2 separate regions of the Hordeum vulgare genome follow, and region 2 is linked to region 1. Evidence: chromatin contacts called from public HiChIP or PLAC-seq data. All regions are on one chromosome and are shown on one strand. The core of a region is the stretch at or near the end of the contact, and the rest is flanking DNA. Distances in the headings are between cores, read along the strand shown. Region 1 holds the start of LOC123434352 (CDPK-related kinase 3-like). Region 2 holds the start of LOC123398988.

Region 1 (4,819 bases), core at 1,597-4,096:
GTTCAGATCCTTGATGCTATTCAATACCTCTCTGGTCATGAACATAATTATGCTTTGTGAGTAGTTACTTTTGTTCCCGATGACATGGGATAAGGCATGCTATAAGTAGTCATGTGAATTTGGTATTCGTTCGATATTTTGATGCGTTGTATGTTGTTTTTCCTCTAGTGGTGTTATGTGAACGTCGACTACATAACACTTCACCATTATTTGGGCTTAGAGGAAGGCATTGTGAAGTAATAAGTAGAGGATGGGTTGCTAGAGTGACAGAAGCTTAAACCCTAGTTTATGCGTTGCTTCGTAAGGGGCTGATTTGGATCCACTAGTTTAATGCTATGGTTAGACTTTGTCTTAATTCTTCTTTCGTAGTTGCGAATGCTTGCGAGAGGGGTTAATCATAAGTGGGAGGTTTGTCCAAGTAAGGGCAACACCCAAGCACCGGTCCACCCACATATCAAACTATCAAAGTAGCGAACGTGAATCATATGAACATGATGAAAACTAGCTTGACAGAAATTCCCATGTGTCCTCGGGAGCGCTTTACCTCCTATAAGAGTTCGTCCAGACTTGTCCCTTGCTACAAAAGGGATTGGGCCACTTTGCTGCACCTTTGTTACTATTGCTACTTGTTACTTGCTACTCGCTACAAATTATCTTCTCACACAACTATCTGTTACCGATAATTTCAGTGCCTGTAGAGAATACCTTGCTGGAAACCACTTGTTAGATCCTTCTGCTCCTCGTTGGGTTCGACACTCTTACTTATCGAAAGGACTACGATAGATCTCCAACACTTGTGGGTCATCACTCCCCAGGTAGTACCGCTTTCTCGAGCGATAGTACCGCTTGTGTGCGGGCCGAGCGGGTAACCATTTGATTTTTATCTTCATATAAAAGGGGTTCTTCTTCCCCATTGAACCCCATCCTTTGAGCTCGTGTTTGCCCCCCATTGTTGACCTTCTTCGAGCTTACTAACTCTCAATCCCTCCAATGTTTCTTGGTAGTTCTTGAGGGAAAAGAGAGATATATAGATCAATGTTTTCACCAATCACTTTCTCCTTCATGTGAGAGGAACCCCTTGGATCTAGATCTTGGAGTTCTTTGTGAGCTTCTTGTACTTCCTCTCATATCCCTCCATAGTTTTTGTTGTTGTGGAGGGATTTAAGTGTGAAGGACTTGACCACTTCGTGTGTTCTTACCATTGCATTAGCTGCATCAGGTTTGAGTTCTCCACGGTGATATGTGGAAATGAAGTTTGAGAAGCGTATTACTATTGGGTGCTTGGTACCCTAGAGCTTGTTCTTTTTGGGTACTAAGCTTGGTGGTGCCTTGGAGCTCAATCATTATGGTGTAAAGCTCCGGGCAAGTGCCGGGGTCTTCAGTTAGGTTGTGAAGATCGCCCTGAGCAATTTGTACGGGTACCGGTGACGGTCCCCAAGGGTTGCCAAAATGTACGGGTTCGGTGACCGCCCCAAGGGTTGCCATTTGTACGGGTTCGGTGACCGCCCTCAAGTGTTCCTTATTGGAATCAGGACATCTTGCATTGTGCGAGGGTATGAGGAGATTACGGTGGCCCTAGTGGCTTCTTGGGGACATTGTTCCTTCACACCGCTTCAAATGGAGATTAGCATCCGCAAGGGTGTGAACTTCGGGATACATCGTCGTCTCTGCGTGCCTCGATTATCTCTTACCCGAGCCCTTTACTTATGCACTTTACTTTGTGATAGCCATATTGTTTTCTTGTTATATATCTTGCTATCACTTAGTTGTTTATCTTGCTTAACATAAATTGTTGGTGCACATAGGTTAGCCTAACTGTTTTAGATTTTGTTATTGATAAATTAAATGTTAATTTTATTTCACATTTGTTTAAACTTAAATCATAATTATTTTAAAGCGCTTATTCACCCCCTCTAAGCGACATCCACGTCCTTTCAGTTAGACCTCCTTTTGTTTGGAGGAATTATGTAGGAATTTCATAGGATAGAATTTTTGTAAAAAAATAATAATCCTTTAGAGCCCTTTGATTTGTAGAAATAGAAACCTATCCCCATGGAGGAATTCTTCCTATCCTCCCCACATCATAGGAAAATAAATATTAGTATAAATTCAATAGAAAAAGAAAATCGTATGATGTGAATCAAAGAGCATCTCCTTTCCTATTCCTAGTCACAGAATTTGAGATCCATACCATCTTACTCCATCCGTTACTAAATACTCCCTCCGTCTTAAATTTTTTGTCTTAGGTTTTCTAAAATTAAATGTATCAAAATACTAAAACATGACTAGATACATTCATATCTAAACAGATATAAGACAAGAATTTTGGGACGGAGGGAGTATGAGTCTTCTAAGAAATTTCAGTAAAAGACTACATATGAAGCAAAATGAATGAATCTACACTTTAAAATATGTCTATCTACATCCGTATGTAGTCCCTTGATGGAACCTCTAGAAAGACTTATATTTAAAAATGAAGGAAGTATTTCCTATGATCTTCTTATTCCTATGATTTTCCTAGCCTATAAATGAAAGAAGGCCTTAAAAGTTGACAGCTAAAACGTTTGCAAATGCCAACCCTCTCCAAGCGGACGTTCGCCAGCTGTTGCGGTCCTTATTATATTACTCCGTATTAATGTACCATTAAAACAATACAAAATACAGTAGTGTATATGGTAGTATAATAAAACCCTAAAAATACGAAAAAGGAAGGGAAACAGAAACAACCAACAAAACGTACGTCTGGCTTGCGGGCCTGGCCCATACACTCCAACGGACCCGCTTGTCAGAGGAACCATCTGCTCAGTCAGTCCCTCGCCTCCCTGACTGGACTGCCTCCTCAGTCAGTCCTCCTCTCCTCCCCCTCCCCCTCCCCCTCGCGTCGCGTCTCCTCCTCCGTTCACCGCCGCGCCCGCGGCCAGCCAGCAAGGCAGGCGCGTACGTTACCTCTCCTGCTCAGCCAGCCAGCCAGCCAGCAATTCATCACGCGCATTACCATTTCTTGTCTCATCTCTTCTCCCCGCATTAATACTTGATTTTTGGCTCGCTCCTCCATCCCGTCCCCGTCCTATAAATCCCAACCCCTCCGCCCCCCGCTCGCTCCCCTTCGACCCGCCCCAAACCCCGCCGCATTCCTGCCGTTTCCGTGTTCGCCGCCGCGCCTCCGGTGATCGGCGCCGGGGGAGCCATGGGGCAGTGCTACGCCAAGAACATACACGCGGACGGCGCGGATGCGGGCGAGGGTGGTGCTGCCCGAGGGACGACCACCATCTCGGTCTCGGCGTCTGCCGTCCAGGAGGAGCCCGCCGGGGAGATGGCCGCGGGAGGGAGGCGCAGCAGCAGGCCGTCGCCGGCGGGGACGCCGCGCAGCAGGGCGGGGGTGACGCCGGCCAGGACTTCGGCTTCGGCGGCGGCCGCGGCGGGGAGCCCCTGGGCGGCCAGCCCGCTCCCCGAGGGCATCGCGCCGTCCCCGGCCACGTCCGCGTCCACGCCCAGGCGCTTCTTCCGCCGCCCGTTCCCTCCGCCGTCCCCGGCCAAGCACATCAAGGCGTCGCTGGCGCGCCGCCTCGGCCACCGCTCCCCGGCTGCCACCTCTGCGCAGGCGCCGCCCGCTAAGCCGCCGCAGGAGGTCCCGATCCCCGAAAACGGGGCCGGCGGCGGCGGTGGAGGAGAGGAGGAGCTCGACAAGAGCTTCGGCTACGACTGCCACTTCGCGGTCATGTACGAGCTGGGAAAGGAGGTGGGTCGCGGCCACTTCGGCCACACCTGTCTCGCGCGTGCCCGCAAGGGGGACATGAGAGGTCAAGTCCTAGCTGTCAAGGTCATCTCCAAAGCCAAGGTCGAACCCTTTCTTGATCTCGCACCCATCTCTCCTAAATGCATAACCGTCTCAGTTTCTACCAACTTAGATCTTGCTTGGTATTAAGATGCCGTGTGATCCTTTCAGTTGCTCACTTGTTCTACAATGAATCCTTTGTTACTTTTGCAACAAGAATTCAGCAACTGGCCAATGCCACTAGCACAGACATTGCAATCATAAGTTAATCATTCGTTTTCTTTGTCTGCCTTGCATAATGAACAGGGTATTGGCATTTCCTTGGAAGTAAGAAGTACATTATGGAAATGTCGTTGTAGTGATGCTGCACTGAATTTTTGTCTTCTACTTTGATCTCACTGTTTGTCCATCTGACACATGTTCTTGTTTTGTTCTTTTTTTGTAAGAAACCGGCAGGGGATTAGCTTATGCAGTGTTTGGTTACAGGATTAAAAGTAACCAATTTCTCTGTGAGATCCCCTGATAGCTTGTCAAATAATGGCAGAATTTTAGCTGGAGTAGTGTGGATAACTACATGTAACTATCAAGAGTTCAGTAGTTATCAAATCAATATTGTGGCACTTTGTTAGTATGATCAGAGCTAGAAGCATAGAAAACAGTAAGGCATGGGAGGCACCCAACTGTATGTGATCAACCTTCCTACCTATATTGCTCTTCCAGGGAGCAATAGTATTGATTTATACAGTATTTTTTTTTAAGTTTCCAAGTCCTTGATGTTTTTCTTGACATCTAGCATGTAAGCAGGTATACATATCTTTTAGATTATTAGGGTGCCGAATTTGAGAATACGTTGATAATATGATCAACTTGTATTGCCCTTGCAGGGACTAATACTATTCAATGTTTTTTGTTCAAGAAAATTAAGAGATTGTTTGGTTTCATATTATATCTTTCCTGGTGTTAGCTAGGATCTGTTGATAAACTAGTATGCAATACAGCTAACTGAATTCTACGTACACGTACGTGTGCATGCCGGCATTGATG
Region 2 (4,819 bases), core at 1,331-3,830, 230 kb after region 1:
AAGTGCTAAGTTTCGATCCGCTGGTGCTCTCTATGCTATCATTCTTTGGAAGAGATTGGGGCAAAAAAAAAGTGATCTCACATGCTCATCTGATACTAATTTAAGCATGTTCTAAAGATTTTCATCCGTATATGTGTATCTGGATGACGATCTAATACCTGTATGTCCCTGTGGACCGACACTTTGAGGTTAGGAAACTAAATCCACAAAGGCTACATTTGAATGAGGGCAAGTTCGATCACATCAACATGTACTCCCTCCGTTCCTAAATATGCAGTGCAAATTAAGGACTCATAATCAGGGCATTAGGCAAATCGGCATACAATCCAGAAATAAGATGCTCCACGAGTAAGCCAGGAGTGCCAGCATACAAATTAGAGTTTTTTCTTTTGAATTTTCATACAAATTACAGTTAAGTAGCTGAAGACCAAAATAGGCACTTGCTACAGCTACGCAACACTGAATACCAGGCACATTGACAGCCAACATGACCATAGTTAAGAAACAAAGTTCATTCTCCAAGCTCCATTAAAGGGATATGCGGAATTGGTGAGTAAGGCTCTATATACCCCATCATCAAGATATACCGTTGGTCACCAATAAGGAGGGACCAAGCAACAGTAATCTCCAATTTACAGTCACCAAGGTTAAATTCTTTTTGACTTACGTTGCTGGATTCCGGTGTGAAGACAAAGCAATGACTTGTGCAGCCAGATTGTTCCAAGATCTCCACGAGAATTTCCAGCCTTCCTTGTCTTTTTACCGAAATAACTTGCCTTGACAGATCTAGATAGCCCCCTTCACCCACGGGATTTGTTCCAGCTTTTGAAGCAAACAACAATACATGCTCAGATGGGCTCTCAGAAGGCAGTGAGGAGCAAACAACTCGGATGCCATTTTCACAAGGCATTGAGCCCTCTAGAACACGGATACTAAGGATAGTGGCTTGGAGGGAGCGTTCAAGATGCTCACAGCACAACTCTATTGTGCAAAAGTGGCCACTGAGGTGACGCGTAGAAAAAGTATCACCAACATCACCATTATAAGAGAAGGCTTTACTGATCAATGCTCTATCTTCAGACTTTGTTGTACCCTTTAATTTTAGTTGGATCTCAATCTTGACAGTGTCCGTAGAGATTATTGCTCGAGATGGGCCAGTCAAGTGCAAAAAAGGATCCTGAAAACATCATCATTCAACATTAACTCATCAACAAGGATGCAGACAATAAGAAAAAAAAAAGACGAAGAAAAGGAAACAACCCGCGCTTACATGTTCTGTGAGGAGTTGGTAGTCATCCCTAGAGCGAAAGAAGAGAATGTTACGACGATTGTCCACGACATCTCGGGCGGCGACCACACCATACACCTTCAGTGGCCAGCTGTGGCCTTCTAATTTTGCAACTTTCATGGAGTAGATCTGCATGGTCCGCTGGCAGCCAGCATCCAATGGGGCGTGGCCTGGTATGTAGTGTGTAAAGAGCATGGAGCTCAACAATGCTGCATGCAGACCCCCGAGTTAAATACTGTATGTGTTAATCAAACATGAACTAACTAAATAACCCGTTCAAGCAGACAAATTAATACTTCCTCTATACATAAATAATTGTATTTTAGTTGGAAAGAACTAGACTAGTTCTCTCCAACTATAATTATTTAGGAATGAAGGGAGTATATGCATAAGCACGCACATATCCATACATGTTTACTCACTCGTGTCTTCGAAGCTGCAGCCGTTACTGCATGTGCGTTCCCAGCGACTAATGTAGTTAGCGAAGTTGCTCTCCTCAATCATCTGCATCTTCTTATCCTCATCCTCATCCTCATCCCACTCCATGTCCTCATCTTCGCGTATGGATAGCAATTTCATAGTGAAAGCCGGTACCCATCCAGAGAGCCAGTCGAAAACTGCCGAGATCAACTGCAATGTGGAGATACAGTGTGCCAAGGGCTCACGAGTAAACACGCACGTCGCTAGAAATTTCGTCTCTGTTGAGACCAGTTGGCGCATGTCATCCCACAGCTCATCGATCGGCGACAAGAGCGAGTTCAATTTTAAGCCGGACCCCGGCGCCGCCGCAGACATGTTTCTGGCCATGGATATGAAGATAGTAACCAGCAGCTCCTCGAAACGCTGCGCACTGACCTGCACTGATCCGCCTTCGCCGCGGATCCTCGGCACCGTATGTGTCTCTCCATCATCATCGCCAGTCCGGCGCTGGGTCGTCGCCGGGATGCCCATCTCGGTCTCATCGCTAATCGTCGGGGGCTGGATCGCGCGGAAGCAGCTCCACCGGAGCAAAGAATCGACCCGACTTAAGATCCTTCGCGACACCTCCATCATATCATCTTGCAACTGCAGCAGATCCTTGTGACCTGCGGACCCGCGACGTCCCATCTTAGTCATGTTCTTCTCCAGGACTTGGATCTGCTGGCTGATACTTTCCTTGGTGAGCTTCGCGGCAGCACGCACCTCCACCTCCTGGTTCAGTGTTAACATGAGCGTGCTTCCCTGCCCCCTCACTTCCGTCGCCATCTCACCCTCCCTTTTCATCCGCCCCACGCCGCCGCCGCCGATCTCCATTGTTTAGGCTACCACCGGTTTTCAAGAATCGGTGCCGACGGGCGGATGCCGGTGTCGAGACGAACAGGCCCAGCACCCACATATATATATATATATGTGGGCGCTGTTATGTATCACGGCCGCGACCCCAGACCACCGTGTCGCTCACGAGTACAGCAGCGTTCGCGTCGCTCGCTACATGGGCCTGGCCCAGCGCGCCATGCCGTTTTTCCTCTTCAATTTCGGTCGGCTTTGCTAAATTTGTAAAATTTATAAAACCGAAAAAAATCATTTTATTTTTTATTTAGAATATTAAAATATTTTTAAAATATATTGAATACAACATAATGTTCATGATTTAAAAAATGTTGTTGAATTCAAAAAATGTTCATGAATTGATAATTGTTCGCAAATTTGAAAAAGGTACACATACTTATAATTCATGAAGAAATTTTAGTTTTTTCAAACCTTAAATATTTTTTTTGTTCATACCGAAATTTCAACTATATCAAACATTCATTGCCTTCCTCTGCTCATACCGAAATCAATAACTTTTTTACTAATCCTCAACTAAATCAAATTAAATAATGCTACCTCTGTCCTAAAATTCTTGTCTTACCACACAAGTAGTGACGGAGACAAGGGGGCGAGCAGGGGCTGACCCCTCAAACGATCGAGCAACGCTACAAAATTAGCGATACGAACACACGTATTCCGCAGGTTTATACATACCCCCCCTATCGCAAGGTTAATTTTAGAAAAGAAAAAGACTCGTGTGAAGCCCACTAGCGGCCAGGTTAGATGATTGGCTCTAATCTTATGGTTGGGCCTTGCGTTTTCATGTGATTACCCTACACGACGTTTGGTATGTAGAAATTAGCCGCCAACGTTGTTGTTGATCCTTTTCATATGACGACGGCGCAATGAAACCTTGTTCACTTGCCAAATCTTTTATATCCAACCAACAAAAACTAGCCAAGAACCCAAGGTTTAAACATCAATACATGACACCATGCGTCTACTGATCCCAATCACCATATTGTATCATTGTTGAGTTTATACATCAACTTTTCGTTGTTTACTTGTTTTGGTTGGGTGATTTGTGATGCTTGTGACCTATGAAGAATTTTTATCTTGTACATGTCAATTATCGTGATTGTGATGCAAATTATATTGTATGAGTTCTAATTGTGATGCAGATTTTTCCTATCTCCAACTTATCCAATATAGCTAATTGTGAGATCATAATTCAGCACAATAAAGATAAAAGCGCCACCAAACATTGTTCAGATTAATTCAATTTTTAAGTCGGTTGCTGCAAGTTCTCACCCTAGTAAAACTGCTGATGTGCAAGTTACACACGACACTCATGATCGAGATATGCCATACATGGTAAAGATCACAGAACACGCAAAAACATGTCAAATTGGAAGCCTTCACCGGACAAGCAATATGAAGCTTGACTTTTGACATTTTTATGTATCTAAGTAACCATATCAGCTGGGAAGTGCCCTCAAACACTGTAAATATCAATCTATCTTTTAAGAGCCAAACGGAGACTTACTTTGGCATTGCATGATCGTATATGTTGCGAATTTTTTTAGCAGTAAGTGATTTTCTAGTGATTTTTTTGTCATCTCATTGGCAATTGCAGAGATAAATTTAAACTCCTACAACTGTATCCGTGTATTGTAGCGTGTAGCGTTTCCTTGTGGAGTAACCCATACTTTTTAGGGAAAATTGTTGTCACTTTATTCAGTCTAGCCATTGTTCTCCATCATTAAAAAAGTGTCTGTATTAGAAAAAGGTTAAACAAATCATCATAACATTATAAAAGTGATCTTTTATAAACCTTTGCTAATATTTTTAAAACTATAATTTTTTAACTTTTGGGGAAACTTTAAACTTATGAGAATTTTTGGAAATTTGAATATCCTTAGAAAACATGAAAAAATTCTAAAACTTTTGTGACTAGTTTAAAAGTTTTGAACACCTTTTGGAAAAACATGAATATTTTTAAGAATAAAACATTTTTGTACAAACAATAAAGTCTTTAAAACGTAAAATGCTTGATAAAATAACGAAAAAACAATAAAAAGGGAAAAGGGAAAAATAGAAATAGAAATAAGAAAATAAATTAGATAAAAAGGAAATTTCTAAAGTTTGGGGAGTTGTATTCCGACCTTCCTGGCCAGGCTGAGGCTGATATCTAACCATCAGGCTGTTCGCACCGTTTGTTTCTTGAAAACCCTAGCTGGT

Evidence for each region. HiChIP or PLAC-seq counts read pairs in DNA pulled down with a chosen protein or histone mark.
Region 2: a contact with region 1 is called in an H3K4me3 HiChIP or PLAC-seq map of embryo, with 3 times the contacts expected there. The contact joins the promoter of LOC123398988 here to the promoter of LOC123434352 in region 1. A contact is called at or near these places in 1 of 6 Hi-C or Micro-C datasets (seedling) and 1 of 1 datasets of contacts at active chromatin or transcription factors (embryo).

The regions. Positions count from the first base shown.
Region 1 is chr1H:331,849,161-331,853,979 of MorexV3_pseudomolecules_assembly, forward strand. LOC123434352 (CDPK-related kinase 3-like) reads left to right here and starts at 2,847. Exons shown (of 11, transcript XM_045115508.1): 1 at 2,847-3,838. The coding sequence starts at 3,188.
Region 2 is chr1H:332,082,728-332,087,546 of MorexV3_pseudomolecules_assembly, forward strand. It overlaps LOC123398988, which reads right to left and starts at 2,581. Exons shown (of 3, transcript XM_045093429.1): 1 at 1,711-2,581; 2 at 1,271-1,497; 3 at 360-1,177. The coding sequence starts at 2,581. The coding sequence ends at 512.